Regions from separate parts of the Mus musculus genome. Here region 2 is linked to region 1. A link is a contact called in public Hi-C data. All regions are on one chromosome and are shown on one strand. Each heading gives the region's core, a stretch centred on a gene start, on an enhancer-like site or on the middle of the called end of the contact. The rest is flanking DNA. Distances are from core to core; before and after follow the strand shown. Region 1 has its middle 46 kb from the start of Gm31225. Region 2 has its middle 22 kb from the start of Gm31278.

Region 1 (6,543 bases), core at 2,036-4,535:
ATAGGCATGAACCACCATGCCCAGCTTCTCTCTGTTTATGGAAGTTTCTTGTAGTCAATTGGTTGTACTTGAGCAATCATCCCCACACTCTTACTGAGGGAGCCCTTTACTCTATGAAAGTAGCTTCATTTCTATAAACGTACACAGTACTTCTGACCACAGGCAGGGGTCAGCTGCCAGTGCCGCTGAGTCTCTCTATCATAAAGCCTCTATGGTCTGCACTGATCTGATTCTGCTCCTAGAACTTGTATAGAATGGTGTGAACGTGAGGAGTGGGCTGATGGCACCTGCAAGGAAGGAAACACAGACTCACGGCAGAAGGGGTGGAGGACACAAGAGTCTGCTCCCTTTGGGTACAGGAGGTTGAAGTTCCCTTTATGCTTTTGATGGTTTCAAGTTGAAATACACAGTTGGTTTATAGGTGAAACGTGATGTTGATAAGTACTGGAGATTATCTGGCACGGATCCCATGCCCCAGCTCTGCTCCTTACTTTCTGAACCCTGCCCTCTTAGCTGGGACCTTGACTCTGACAAGCTACACGGTTCCTTGTAATAGACATCATTTGTCCTTTTGAACCACCTGCTCCCCACAAACACTGCAGAGAAAAACCATATTCTGAGAGACCTAGCGTCAGCAGCCTGAGTTTTGGTTCCCCTCCTTCACATTAGCATCAAAACAAGCAAAAAACAAAACAACCCAAATAAACAACCCCCCCCCCCGTCATTCCAGAGACCCAAAGCAGTCCTCATCTCAAGGGACATGGATGCCAAGCCTAGTAATAAGGGACTGAATTTGGCATCTACCCTTGACCAAGAGGTTTTTTTTCCCACCCCTCCCAGATGTTCAGGGAGAAAGAAAAGTTCTAGGGAGTGGTTCCTTGTGGACATGGGGATACACAGTGGCCCTTATATGCCTGGTGGGCAAGCTATGGGTATTTCTCCTGCTTATCCAAGATGGTGAAACCAGAGGGTTTAAAACAAAGACACTCTTCCTAAAAACATTCTGTGTGAGATAAAGTAGTAAAACTGAAAACACCTGAACTGAATCTCTAACTGCCCAAGATCCATCAATCTATCTATCTATCCATGTGTATATCCATCCAGTCAGCCTTCTACCAACCTTCAGTCTATCCATCTCTCAATATGGCCATCTACCCATCCATCCATCCATCCATCCATCCATCCATCCATCCATCCATCTATCCATCCATCCACTCATCCATCCATTCTTCCACTCAACCAATGGCTCATACCCATCTATCCATCCATCCATCCATCCATCCATCCATCCATGAATCCATCCATGGAGACTTACTGAGCTTATTTTAGTAGCTGGGATTTCACAGTGAGCCCAACAGACACAATGTCTGCCTCTCCACATTCTTGGTTGCAGAGGGTCATTTGAGTAATTAAGAAGCTGATAGCACCACAGGAATGATATAAGAGGAGTTCAAGGTACAGAGAGAGAGAGAGAGAGAGAGAGAGAGAGAGAGAGAGAGAGAGAGAGAGAGAGAGAGAGAGAGAGAGAGAGAGAGAGAGAGAAAGAGAGAGAGAGAGAGAGAGAGAGAGAGAACAGGCAACATACACATAGCTCAGTCTTGGACTCACTGGTCACAGTTTCTCCTTCTCTCTCCCCCTTCTTTCCAAGAAGAATCGACCTTGTAAAAGAATCATGGCACTGGGCAGGTTGGGAGAGTGGAAAGAAAAGAAGATTCAAATATTCACTGAGCACAGACTGCATACCAGACATGGGTCATGGTGCCTGCCACTTAACAGACATCCCTTCGATTAGTGTTCACAGGATGCAAGAGAACAGAGGCCCAGTGTAATTAAGCTGCTCACCCAGGGGCTCAAAGATGGTCCAGGCTTTCTCTGATTCTAGTTCCCTACATCTTTGCTTTCTTCCAAGAGTTCCCTCTTCCATGCCTCTTGTGAGTACGTACTACAAGAGGGAAGGTCAAGAGGCAGGGACAAAATTCTCAGAGCTTGGGGCAGAGGATAAACAAAGAGGCCTTTGATTCTTCTTGTCCATCAGAGACAAGGTCTGGGAATAGCTCAGCTACGGGTGGCCTCAGGGGTCATAGAGCCCCAGTGTAGCCACCTCACTCTAGTCCAAAGCATACAGTCTTCCTGCAGTGTTGACTCCCTCTGACTCAGACATCTGAGACTCCAGGACAGATCCCTGAGGTAGGCCTGATTCTAAGCCCCTTCTAACCCTCAAGGTTCCCTAAGACAAGGAAAGTGTTACCTAAGGGCCTATACACTCACAGACACACACACAGATACACATACATACCACAAACACACACATACTACACACACCACAAACACACACATACACACACACAACACATACACCACAAACACACACACTACTCACACACATACACACACCACACACACACCCCACAAACACACACATAAACACACATACCATACACACCACAAACACACATACACACACACAATACACACACCGCAAGCACACATACCACTCATACACATACACACATCCCACATCACACACACTCCACAAACATATACATATTATACACACCACAAACACACACATACATATGCACACTACACACACCACAAACACACACACATGCCACTCATATACACACACCCTGCTCCACACACAGACATAAACACACACACACACACACACACACACACACACACATGCACACACGCACACACACACATACTGTGCAGTGTGAGAATCAAAGTCCCTAGGGACTTTGTCAGCTCTCAGCTCTTACTTATCCACACCCTGACTGTGGAATGGAACGTTCCTGGAGATGGGGTCAGAGGGTACAGAGTGAGGCCTTCACCTGAACCTGGAGGGGCTGAAAGCTGCTTCCATCCGAGCTCTGCTGGGATTTCCTTTACACTGCCCCAGCTCTGGGTCTCTTTTCTCACTATTTTTACTCATGTAAATGTGGCTCAGATCCCTGCCAACACGCTCCGCGTGTAATGTTGTTTAATAACTCCAGCCACCTCCATGAAATATTCATTATTCTCCTCTCCGTTGGAGTGTTCACCCAGGTTCCCAGAAATTTCTCTAGCTCTTGTTTTCAAGACAGCCCCCTAGCAGGAGAGCCCTGCGGGAGGGCCTGGACTCCCCATCTGAGGCTGACTGAGGAACTTGGGGTGCCTCCAGAGATTAAGGCCAAGGGCTCACCTTTGCTGGTTTCTCAGGGTAGAACCTACAGGGCTCCAAACAGTGTGCAGGAGCAGGATGAGTCAGCCCCCACTCCAGGGAAGGGAGCAACCTTTCGTTTTCAGATGAGCATCCGGCTTACTCAGCTGCAGTAGGCAGGCATCAGGACTTGGCTTCTGACACCTAGGCAAAGAGCGCCGCCTGTTGAATGCTGGCAATATGTGTTTCCTCCAGAGCTCCGGGCTGGACCCTGGGCTTCCTGCAGGGTCTCCTGAGCCCCCTCCAGTCAAAAAGGGGAAAGCAGGTTGCTCTCCACTGTATAGATTTTTTTGCTGACCATGCATGAAATAAGGCTAAAGCCCTGGATAGATTTTGCAAGCTAGAGAAAAAGGAGTCTACTTGTGATAGCCTATCAGATGATTAGGGATTCTCTATCTCTCTTTCTGTCTCCCCTCTCCCCTCTTTCTTCTTCCTGTCTTTCCTCCTATATATCTCTCTGTCTCTCTGTCTCTCTCTCTCTCCATAAGAGACATCCCACACTCTCTGTGGGTACCATTGGAGTTAATTTATTGAAGTAGGGTTAAAAAAACAAAGAAAAGAGTGACCACATGCGCAAGAGAGTCAACCTAGCATCCCAAAGTGGACCCATCTGAAGCATCCGCCTATGGATGAAAACCTTGAAAGAAAACCTCCCACACAGCCAGTCATGCCTCCAAGGGAAACTAAACCATGTCCTGCCATCTCTCCCCTCAGGTCACTCCTACCACCTCCACCTGTCAGTGGGCAACATACACATGGAACCATCCATTGGACATCGTGTTCCTGTGCCCTGAAGTCTACTTCCTATGATGCACTCCTTCTGGCACTGTTATGAACCACACTTCTCATAAATGGGGGGAGAGGGGCAAGATCATATAACTGGGGACAAGAGACATGTTGCAAACCACTGAATTCGTCCTTGGCATTTTTGTAATCAAATAAGGATTAGCAAAAAGTCAGTCATCAGCCAGAGGGTACACAGCAGGGATACCCTTGTATCAGAAGACAAGGTTCCTTCAGTGCCTGCCACAGAGTACAGAGGACTCAGCACCTGACCAGGACCTAAAATGTGGTTACCACGTATCATGCCACAGAATCCCCGGAGCAAGCTTTTCACTACGATCCTTGATGTACATCCCTGTTTGCTGGCATCTCCATTACTTAGCACAGCAATTTTACACTGTGTTCTCATCCCAAAAGAAAAAAAACATGGAAATCATGGGGCTGGAGAGATGACTCAAAGTGTGAGAGTGATTTCAGGGCCATCAGGAGGTCTTGAGTTCAGGTCCCAAGACATAAATGAAGAACCAAAGTGTGGCACCACATACACCTACAACCCCAGTGTTGCTGGGGACAGGGGCTTTGCTGACCTAGCTGAGCTCTAGATTCAGTGAGAGATCTTATTAGGAACAAAGGAATAAGGTAAAGAATGATAGAGGCTCTTCTCTGGCCTCTGCTTGCCTATGTAGGTGTATGCATGCACATAGACAAGAGGATACATGTACATACACACACACACACACACACACTGAAATAACTTATCAAGCTCTGATTCTCTCACTGCATATGATGGAGCTCAGTAAGATGAAATATGGAAGATTTCATAGTACCGGTTCCTTATAGAATATCCCATGATAGAAGGCATCTATTGGTCACACACCTGGGTTTTAGAACTAGATGGGCCAGGATTGCATGTTCACCCCTAGCACTTAGGAATGTTGTTGGTTTGAATGTGAAGTGTCCCGAAAGGCTAACATATTTGAACAGTTGGTTCCAGGTAGTAAAGCCAATTGAGAAGGTTATAGAACCGTTAGGAGGCACAGTCACTATGGGAAGTCAGTCACTGGGACCTGCTAGTTTTCTCTCTCTGTTCCTGAGTGTATATGAAATGTGACCAGCCAGCTTCTGGCTACTGCCACTGTGCCATCCCTGCCTGATGCCATGTGACCCACCCTGATGAACTGTATCCCCTGGAACTGTAAGCCAAAAGTAAACCCTTTCTCCTTTAAGTTGCTTTGCCGGGTTGCTTTTATCACAGCACCAGGAAACTAACTAATGTAGTTGCCTTTAGATCAATGGCTTTCAACCTGTGGGCCAAAAGTGCCAGCCTGGGTTCAAGTCTCAGATATCCTGCATATCAAATATTTACATTACAACTTGCAACAGTAGCAAAATTACAGTTGTGAAGCATCAATGAAATGATGTTATGGTTGGGCGTCAGCATAGCATGAAGAACTGTGTTCAAGGGTCACAGCGCCAGGCAGGTTGCGAATCACTGCTTTATATGATCTTGCTCAACCTCAGTTTTCTACGCTGTGAACACAGCAGATTGTAACCAAATTCTGCATTAGTGAGGTGAGACATAACTATTTAGCAAGCATCCTGTGACAACCCGTTATTACTATCATGTCTGTGGTTGCAAGCATGTCCACAAAGAGATGACTGACTAACTTGATGCAGCTCACTTCCCTCCAAGAGACATCATCATGCAGACAGAGCACTGGTAGATGAGAATGTTCAGAAAGGGAGAAACCAAATCTCCCTCGAGGAGCTGGATGAGAGCTTCCAGGTCATGTGTCTCTGTGCATACCACAGCATTCTGGTGCCTTAGGGCCCAGTTTATAGCCCCCGGCCCAGGGATAAACCTCCTCCAGCACTCTAGAGACAGTGAGTGACTTATTTGCATGAGAACCCCTGACCACCTTTGTTAGAGACAGCCCAGCTTTCCAGTTACCATCTGGAGGTGCCCCAGCCTTTTCTTCAAGCTCGGGGAGGCATGGTGAAACCCAGGTTGTCATGCAGCAGCCTTTGTGTGCTGGCTGGAGGCACCATAGCCTCTTCCCTACTGACTGGAATACAGATGAGAAGATTAATATTCCCCATGACTCCTCCCACTGCAGGTGACCACTATGACCTGAGACTTTACAGTCTAAGCTTTGTACCCAGCACCGTTGACAGTAACACCGAGAATCTTGTTTATAGACATTCTGTTCTAGGAGTCTACTCACTGGATGCTTCCTTGTGCGGATCCTTCTCAGCTGATTAACAGTGGGTGTCAATACCAGTCCTAGTGTCCACACTGGAGAATCACAGACTCGGACACAGTCTACTCCATAGTGGATGTCAGAGTGTTAGCAACCAAGCATCTCTACTGTCTACCCCAGGGACCCAGTGACAGCAGGATACATCATCACTAGCTGCCAAAATGCCACACATTCCCACTGTCACCACATCCTCCCACTGGGCATTTGCCACACCCCCTTTAAAAGGCCAGTCCTTCCTCTTCCTGCTTTTTTCTTCTCCCCCCCCCACCCTCACCCAGAGACAGCCTCTCTATA
Region 2 (6,580 bases), core at 410-2,909, 230 kb after region 1:
ACCCAAATGTCGCCTCCTCTGTGGTGGGTGAGATGGCTGTGGGTATTTTTAAATGATGGTTTTGTTCTCATCCCTAAGCTATTCTTTTTATTCCAGGGGATGGACTGTTGACCCAATCACAGAACACAAGCACAATGCATAAAATTGTCTCTCCACCCATTCCCCTTCAGAGGGACCCAGCCATTATGTAAAGAGGCACAAAAGGTTTAATTGGGGCCTAAAATTCCAGGGCAAGGCCGAGTGGGCTGGAAAGTTTAAAAGTGGGATGGTGGGGAAATGTGCTAGGAGGTTTCTGTCCTTTTCTCCGTAATGGTATTTCTTTTTTCTAGGAGAGAAAAGGAGTCTTCTAGATAAGGCCTGCTGGAGGGTTTCCAGAAGAGATAGCTACAAGAAAGATAAGTTCCGACAACTCCGAGGTTTCTGCAGAACCGCTGGCAAAGGGGAGTTCCAACATGCATCAACCCCCTGTAACATACTGTTTACCTGTTCTCCCACCCCACCCCCGCCAGATCATGCCCCCTCCCCCCCAACGGCGGATATGTTGAGGTTCTGTGATGCCAGGGCCAGTTTCCAAAGAAAAACACATCAGAGTTCTATCCAGAGAGCCTGCGGTGCCAATCAGATGCGCCACAAGAAAAACTAACAGAAACTCAAACCGGAAGGGAGTGATGGAAACCTATCAGCAGAAGGTCAATGAGGGCACTGAGAGGCAGGTCTGGGGAGTTAGAGCCAGTGCTAGCCCAATGGATTGACCAATGAGTGTTTCAAACACTAGCGGTGGGGGTTGGGGAGGGGGCGCCTCCAAACCTCAGGATGACAGGTACCCAAGGAAGGGAGTGGAGTCGCAAAAGCAGCTGGTGTAGTGAATTACTTCTCACAGGGGTAGAGGGGCGGCTCAGCTCCTGTATGTTTCAATTTTGAAAAAGGAAAAACAAGACACACTGATAGGCAGAGATGCAACGCATTACAGCCACCCTCCTAGATCTCTGGTTCAGCAACACACACACACACACACACACACACACACACACACACACACACCAGCCCTAGATGTCTGATGTTGCTGCCTCGGGTTTGAGGGACCCTGGAGGTGAGAATCTGACTCAGAACCTAAGCTCCTGCGCATGCACTCTGAGATCCAGAAAGAGCTGGGAGGAACAGAAGCCCTGCTGTTTAGGAGGCCTGTGCCAAGAAGAGAGAACACAAGCCAAGACTGGCCAGAGCCCATTCTGCTGAATCATGGTAAGTACAAAAGGGAGGATTTTAGATGAAAGTGGAAGCAAGACTATTCGGGAAGAGGAAAAGGACCAGTGGGAGGGGGAGGGGAGACTAACTAGAGAAGGTGGGGGGGGGGGGTTCAAAAGTACATTGTATACATATATCAAAATGGCCAACAGAGTGAGTTCCAGGACAGCCAGGGCTACACAGAGAAACCCTGCGTCGAAAAAAACAAAAACAAAAACAAAAAAGATGTCGTAATGAAACTTGATGATTTTGTAATGCATATATGATGGTAAGAAAGGGGACTAAAGAAAGACTTAAATTTTGAAAACAAGGCTGGAGAGATGGCAGTACTGTTAAGACTGGTTACTGCCCCTGCTGGAGACCTGAGTTCAGGTCCCCACCTACACTGGATGGCTCACAGCCACTTGTTAACTACAGCGCCAGGAACCCTGACACCCTCTTCTGGCCATCTTGGGCATTGTGCTTACACACACAATACCAACCCCTGCCCCCTTACGGAAATGAATAAATACAGTGAAATCTTTAAATCTGAAAACAAAAACTGAGGAAACTCCCGGTATCCTTGAGTTATGCCTGAAACTCAGAAGTTAAAAAGAAAAAAGAAAAAAAAAAGAATTTAAAAACCAATCTAGCCTCAGCCATCCTTGGATAAAAATATAAATGATCGTTACCAAGTTTTCCTTATTTTTTGCGATCTTACTCTCTCTTTCCATTATGGGACTAGTTTTTTAAAAGTCTAGTTGAGATTAGAATGCCTCAGGAGGCTAGGCGTGGTACCACATGCCTGTAAGTCCTGCACTTGAAAGGTAGAGGCAAGAGGAGAGCTACAACTTCACATTCAGCCTGGTGTACATATTTCATGGCAGCCCACCGATAATTATAACTAAGACCCTATTGCAAAGAGCCAAAAATCAGGCTGGGGAGAAAGGGAGAAAGCTCTGTCAAGAAGTGCCTTCTGTACAAGCAGGAGGATCCGAGTTCAAATCCTCAGCCCAGATGTAAAAAGCAGAAGTAGGCAGGTGTGTCTATAACTCAAGTGCTGGCAGAAGGAGGACAGAGTACATCTCGGATGCCAATACTGGGGTAGAGCAGAGACAGGCAGATCCCTACGACATGGGTCAGCCAGTCTAGCCTAAGCAGGTTCAATGGAAGACCCTGCCTCAAAACAATAAGGTGTAAATCAATAAAGGAAGACATTTGAACTTGACATCTGGCTTCTACATGCACACAGATATATGTACATGAAGACACACGCTGCCAAAATGAGATTCCAGCACATGGGAAGGCAGGATGACCAGGAGTTCAAGGTCACTGTTGGCCACATAGGGATTTGAAGGCTGGCCAGAGCTTCATAAGACTCTGCCTCAAGACATAAAAAAAAAAAAGAAAATGTCCCCGCGAAGTCAGCCCATCCTGTTCCGCCTGTCGCCCTGGGTATATTGATGCCCATTTCCATGAACCTACGCATGCTGTCATTACGATGCGCTTACATGTATAGATGGAATGCACGTCACAGCCACACGCACAGCCTGGGGGTCATTAGCACTTGGAGAACAAGGAGCTTGCAGTATAAAGTCAGGGTAAATCAGACTGCAAATAGAATCTTGAAAACAGGTACCCAACCTTACCAGCTGAGTTCCAAAAGCCCCATCCTATGCAAGCTGACTCTGGTCTTTAAAAATATAAATAGGAACCTTCTAGACTGAAAAGAAAACGTAATGTATAAATGACTCTGCCATGGCCCATAACCACCATTAATAAATGATAATTGACCTTACAATTCTGGAACTACCTTTGTTTCCCTCATATCCCTAGACAGTTATCCAGCAATAGTGACAGGTCTTATATTATGTGTCTGCCCCATTCCACAGACTTGGTTAAGTCTTGGGATAAAGTAGGAAGGATGTCTCCCTACTATATAGAATGACTCTGTTTCAAGGTGACCATCTGAAACTCTCAGAGGTAGTGGAATGAAGGACCCCCACTGTGTTGAATTGTCTGCAGGAGGCCACTAGTGGTACACAGGTAGGCACAGCAGGCCTGCTAAACCAGGCTGTAAAGAGCATCCTTTATCCTGAGCTGGAAGAAGGGCTCTGGTGACCTCTCACAAGAAACTGCCCTGCAGGGAGAGAACTCCGGCCACTGTCCCACCCTGAGGAGCTGCTTGCCTTTTCTATCACCCCGACCCACCTCAGTTGCCCCTGGTTACTCAGCTGCTGTCTCGGCTTAGGAAACACAGAAAAGCCTCTTCCAGCCACTTCTACTACATTCAGGAGGTAAGGGAAGTCTTAGGTGTGTCCTCCTCCTACGCAGATGCTCAGCTGTATGAAACCAGGATGCTTGCTGGCCCTACAGAGATACAGCTCAGAGGCACTCTCCTTGGGTTTCTGCCATTGTGAGCTAGCAACTACCTCAGGAGCTGAAGAAAGCCAAAATGATGTCTTATCCTTCCATCAAATTCATCTACTGACTCCCAACCATGATACGCCTTCTAGAAATGAGGTCAATTGAAAGTGGCCAGGCTTGGATGAGTCTTAAGGATAGAAATGGGTCCATGGCAGGACGAGGAGAACATGCCTTGTCTCTGCACACCCATAAGGAGTGGGTGCAGAAAGACAGCCCTTACCACAATCCATCTGTGGCATTCTGACCTAGGGCTCTGGCTTCTCCAACTGTAAGAAATTGGGGCTGGTTGTTTACTCTCTGGCAATTTGTTAGAAGATCCAAGTTATAATGAAAAACACCACTCCGTATAAAAATTTCGTTAAGAAAAACAAACACAAAAAGACCCAGTTATCCTCCGGGACTATGTGTGAAGGTGGCCAGTGGATGCCTGAAAGCAAGCCATGCAAACACACTCACACACACACACACACACACACACACACACACACACACGCTCACACACAGAGGGAGGGGAGCCTTTCTATAAATAATATCTAAGATAAAGTTCTATCTACAAATTAAGCACAGAGATTAGCCACAGTGACTAATCCTAAAATAGGTCATCTCTATTGCATTTTTTAAGTTACGTCACCACGGACTTTCTTTCCTTGTATGTATAAGATCCATATATCACAGCCGTACCCAACAAAGAATGAATTCAATCCTGAGTGGGATGACGTGGGATGGTGTGAGATTTCATCACAGCATTCAGAACAGCACACAATTTAAAAGTTATGAATTGTTTATTTCTGGAATTTTCCATTTAACATTTTCAGACTGTGGTTGCCCACGGGTAATTGAAGCCACAGAAAGTGAAGCCACAGATAAGGCAGGGGGTGGGGTGGGGGTAGAGGGTGGCCACTGTGTTCTGCCACAGAGACAGTGCTTCACAGGGCACCATAAGCAAGAGCCATCTGGCCCAGTCTCAACCTCAGCTCCTCCCTGCAAGTCGCCCCAGCAAGTTCCTAAGCTCTTCTGGACCTGTCCCCTGCCTAGAAAACCCAGGTGGCCATCCGAGAGGCTTGTAGTTAAAAGCACTGAAAAATAGGTACGGACATTTGATTTAACTTAGAATGCCAGTCTTGGAATATATTCTCAGTCAGAAGACTCCAAAGCAAGACCCCATGGTTACAGGTCTAACATCCGAATAACCCAGTAAGCAGAGACAGGAAGATCTTGAGTTCAAAGTCTGCCTGACCTACAGAGTGAGTTCAAAGCCAGCCTGGACAACTTAATGAACCTCTGCCTTCCAATAAAAAGTAGAGAGAGAGAGAGCTGGGGACACCAGCTTAGAGCTAGAGCACTTGCCTAGCAAAAAGACTGGATGAATGGATGAATGAATGGATGAATGAATGAATGAATGAATGATAAAATCCAGCTTCCCACAGAAGATGGAGAAAAGGTCACCCTGAGAAAGAAACAGGGAGCAGAACCTTCAAGTAAAACAGTGTGACTCTCAGGATACCAACCACCTGGGAGCAGGAAGAACAAAGTACAAACTGTGGGTGCTGGCAGAGCGTAAGGTCTATTCCAACCACACCATCATCTCAGACAAATGGCCACAAGCCAAGCTACTAGCCAGGCGGAAGATCTGACTTTGGGGGCATCTTGATCCTAAGCTCACCCACTTCTTCACCCCATACCCAAAGCCTGCTATCCAGCAGCCACCCTGTTGTTACTCACCTATCGACATCTGGCGTCTCTAATTTTACCATCACCTGAGCATATGGGAAGAACGGTAAGAGCCAGCCGCGTGAAGCATTGTTTTTAAAAAACAGAGCAAGGCCTAAATACCAGCTGATTGCTAAAAGGGCGCTTGTGAGGTTTATTAAGTATATAGAACATAAATCTGCTTGGCATGTAATTAATTCAAAATTACACGAACAGTAAATGTGTGATTAAATCTATATGGAATGTGGAGGCCCTCGCTGGCATTTACCACAGAAGCTACAGGAGGTTTACCGACTAGCAATGTATTGCTCAAAACTGCAGGCAAATCAGGAGTACGTGGACTGAAGTCTGTCTTGCTGTCAGTCTGTTAGTATAGGCCAACCAAAGGTATGTCATCTTCTAAGCCAGAGAGGGCAGGTGAGGTTGTACTCCTATGAACCAAGTTTGGCAGTGAGACATACGGTTTTCTTTCTGATCCATTTCAGCAGGTAATTGTGCATGTGTGCATGTGTGCTTGTAAGTGCAGCCCAGAGAACAGCACTGAGCATCATTCTTCAGGTGCTCTCCACCTTAGGGTTTTTTTGTTTTTGTTCATGATAACCTTTATCATTTTTATTAATCTGAGTGTTTGCCTGCATGTGTATATGCACACCATGTGCATGCAGTTCTTGCTCAGGCCAGAAGGCGGCACCAGATTCCCTAGAGCTAGAGACAGTTGTGAACTATCCCGTGGGTGCTGAGACCCAAAGCCTGGTCCTCTGCAAGAACAGCCAGTGCTCTTAACCACACTGATCCGCTTTCACCGCTGCCCCTTGTTTTTTGAGAGATGGTCTCTCTGAATTAGATTTAGAAGACAAGAAGGAATAGATGCTCAATTAATACCTGCCAGGAGATAAAAGCAGCTGAGATGTCCATCAACAGATGAGAGAATACAAAAAAAAAAAAAAAAAAAAGAAAGAAAGAAAGAAAGAAAGAAAGAAAGAAAGAAAGAAAAAATCTGGTACATAAACAAAACACAATGGAGTTGTATACGGCCCAGAAGAAAAATGAATTGGTGGCATTCACAAGGAAATGGCTGCAGGTGGAGATCATTACAGTAAAGCTAAATGAGGCTGCCTGAGAAAGACAAGGACTGTATGCTTTCTTTTATGGGGAGAAATTAAGTTTAAAACTGTGTGTGTGTGTGTGTGTGTGTGTGTGTGTGTGTGTGTGTGTGTGT

The links. A called contact is a pair of places that touch in the nucleus more often than the background predicts.
Region 2: a Hi-C map of uterus shows a contact between it and region 1, with 2.7 times the contacts expected there. The contact joins two enhancer-like sites. A contact is called at or near these places in 5 of 484 Hi-C or Micro-C datasets (cerebellar granule neurons, embryonic stem cells, lens fibers and 2 more), 1 of 115 datasets of contacts at active chromatin or transcription factors (stem cell-derived neural progenitor cells) and 1 of 9 other capture datasets (embryonic stem cells).

Annotation. Positions count from the first base shown.
Region 1 is chr8:116,141,091-116,147,633 of GRCm38.p6, forward strand. No RefSeq gene overlaps it. Among named protein-coding and RNA genes, the nearest start is that of Gm31225, 46 kb to the right of the region's middle. Within about 2 kb of position 3,286, at least 66 of the 459 cell types and tissues checked have an H3K27ac peak or open chromatin away from gene starts, as enhancers often do. A contact at or near this core is called in uterus, where this site is marked.
Region 2 is chr8:116,371,597-116,378,176 of GRCm38.p6, forward strand. No RefSeq gene overlaps it. Among named protein-coding and RNA genes, the nearest start is that of Gm31278, 22 kb to the left of the region's middle. Within about 2 kb of position 1,660, at least 48 of the 459 cell types and tissues checked have an H3K27ac peak or open chromatin away from gene starts, as enhancers often do. A contact at or near this core is called in uterus, where this site is marked.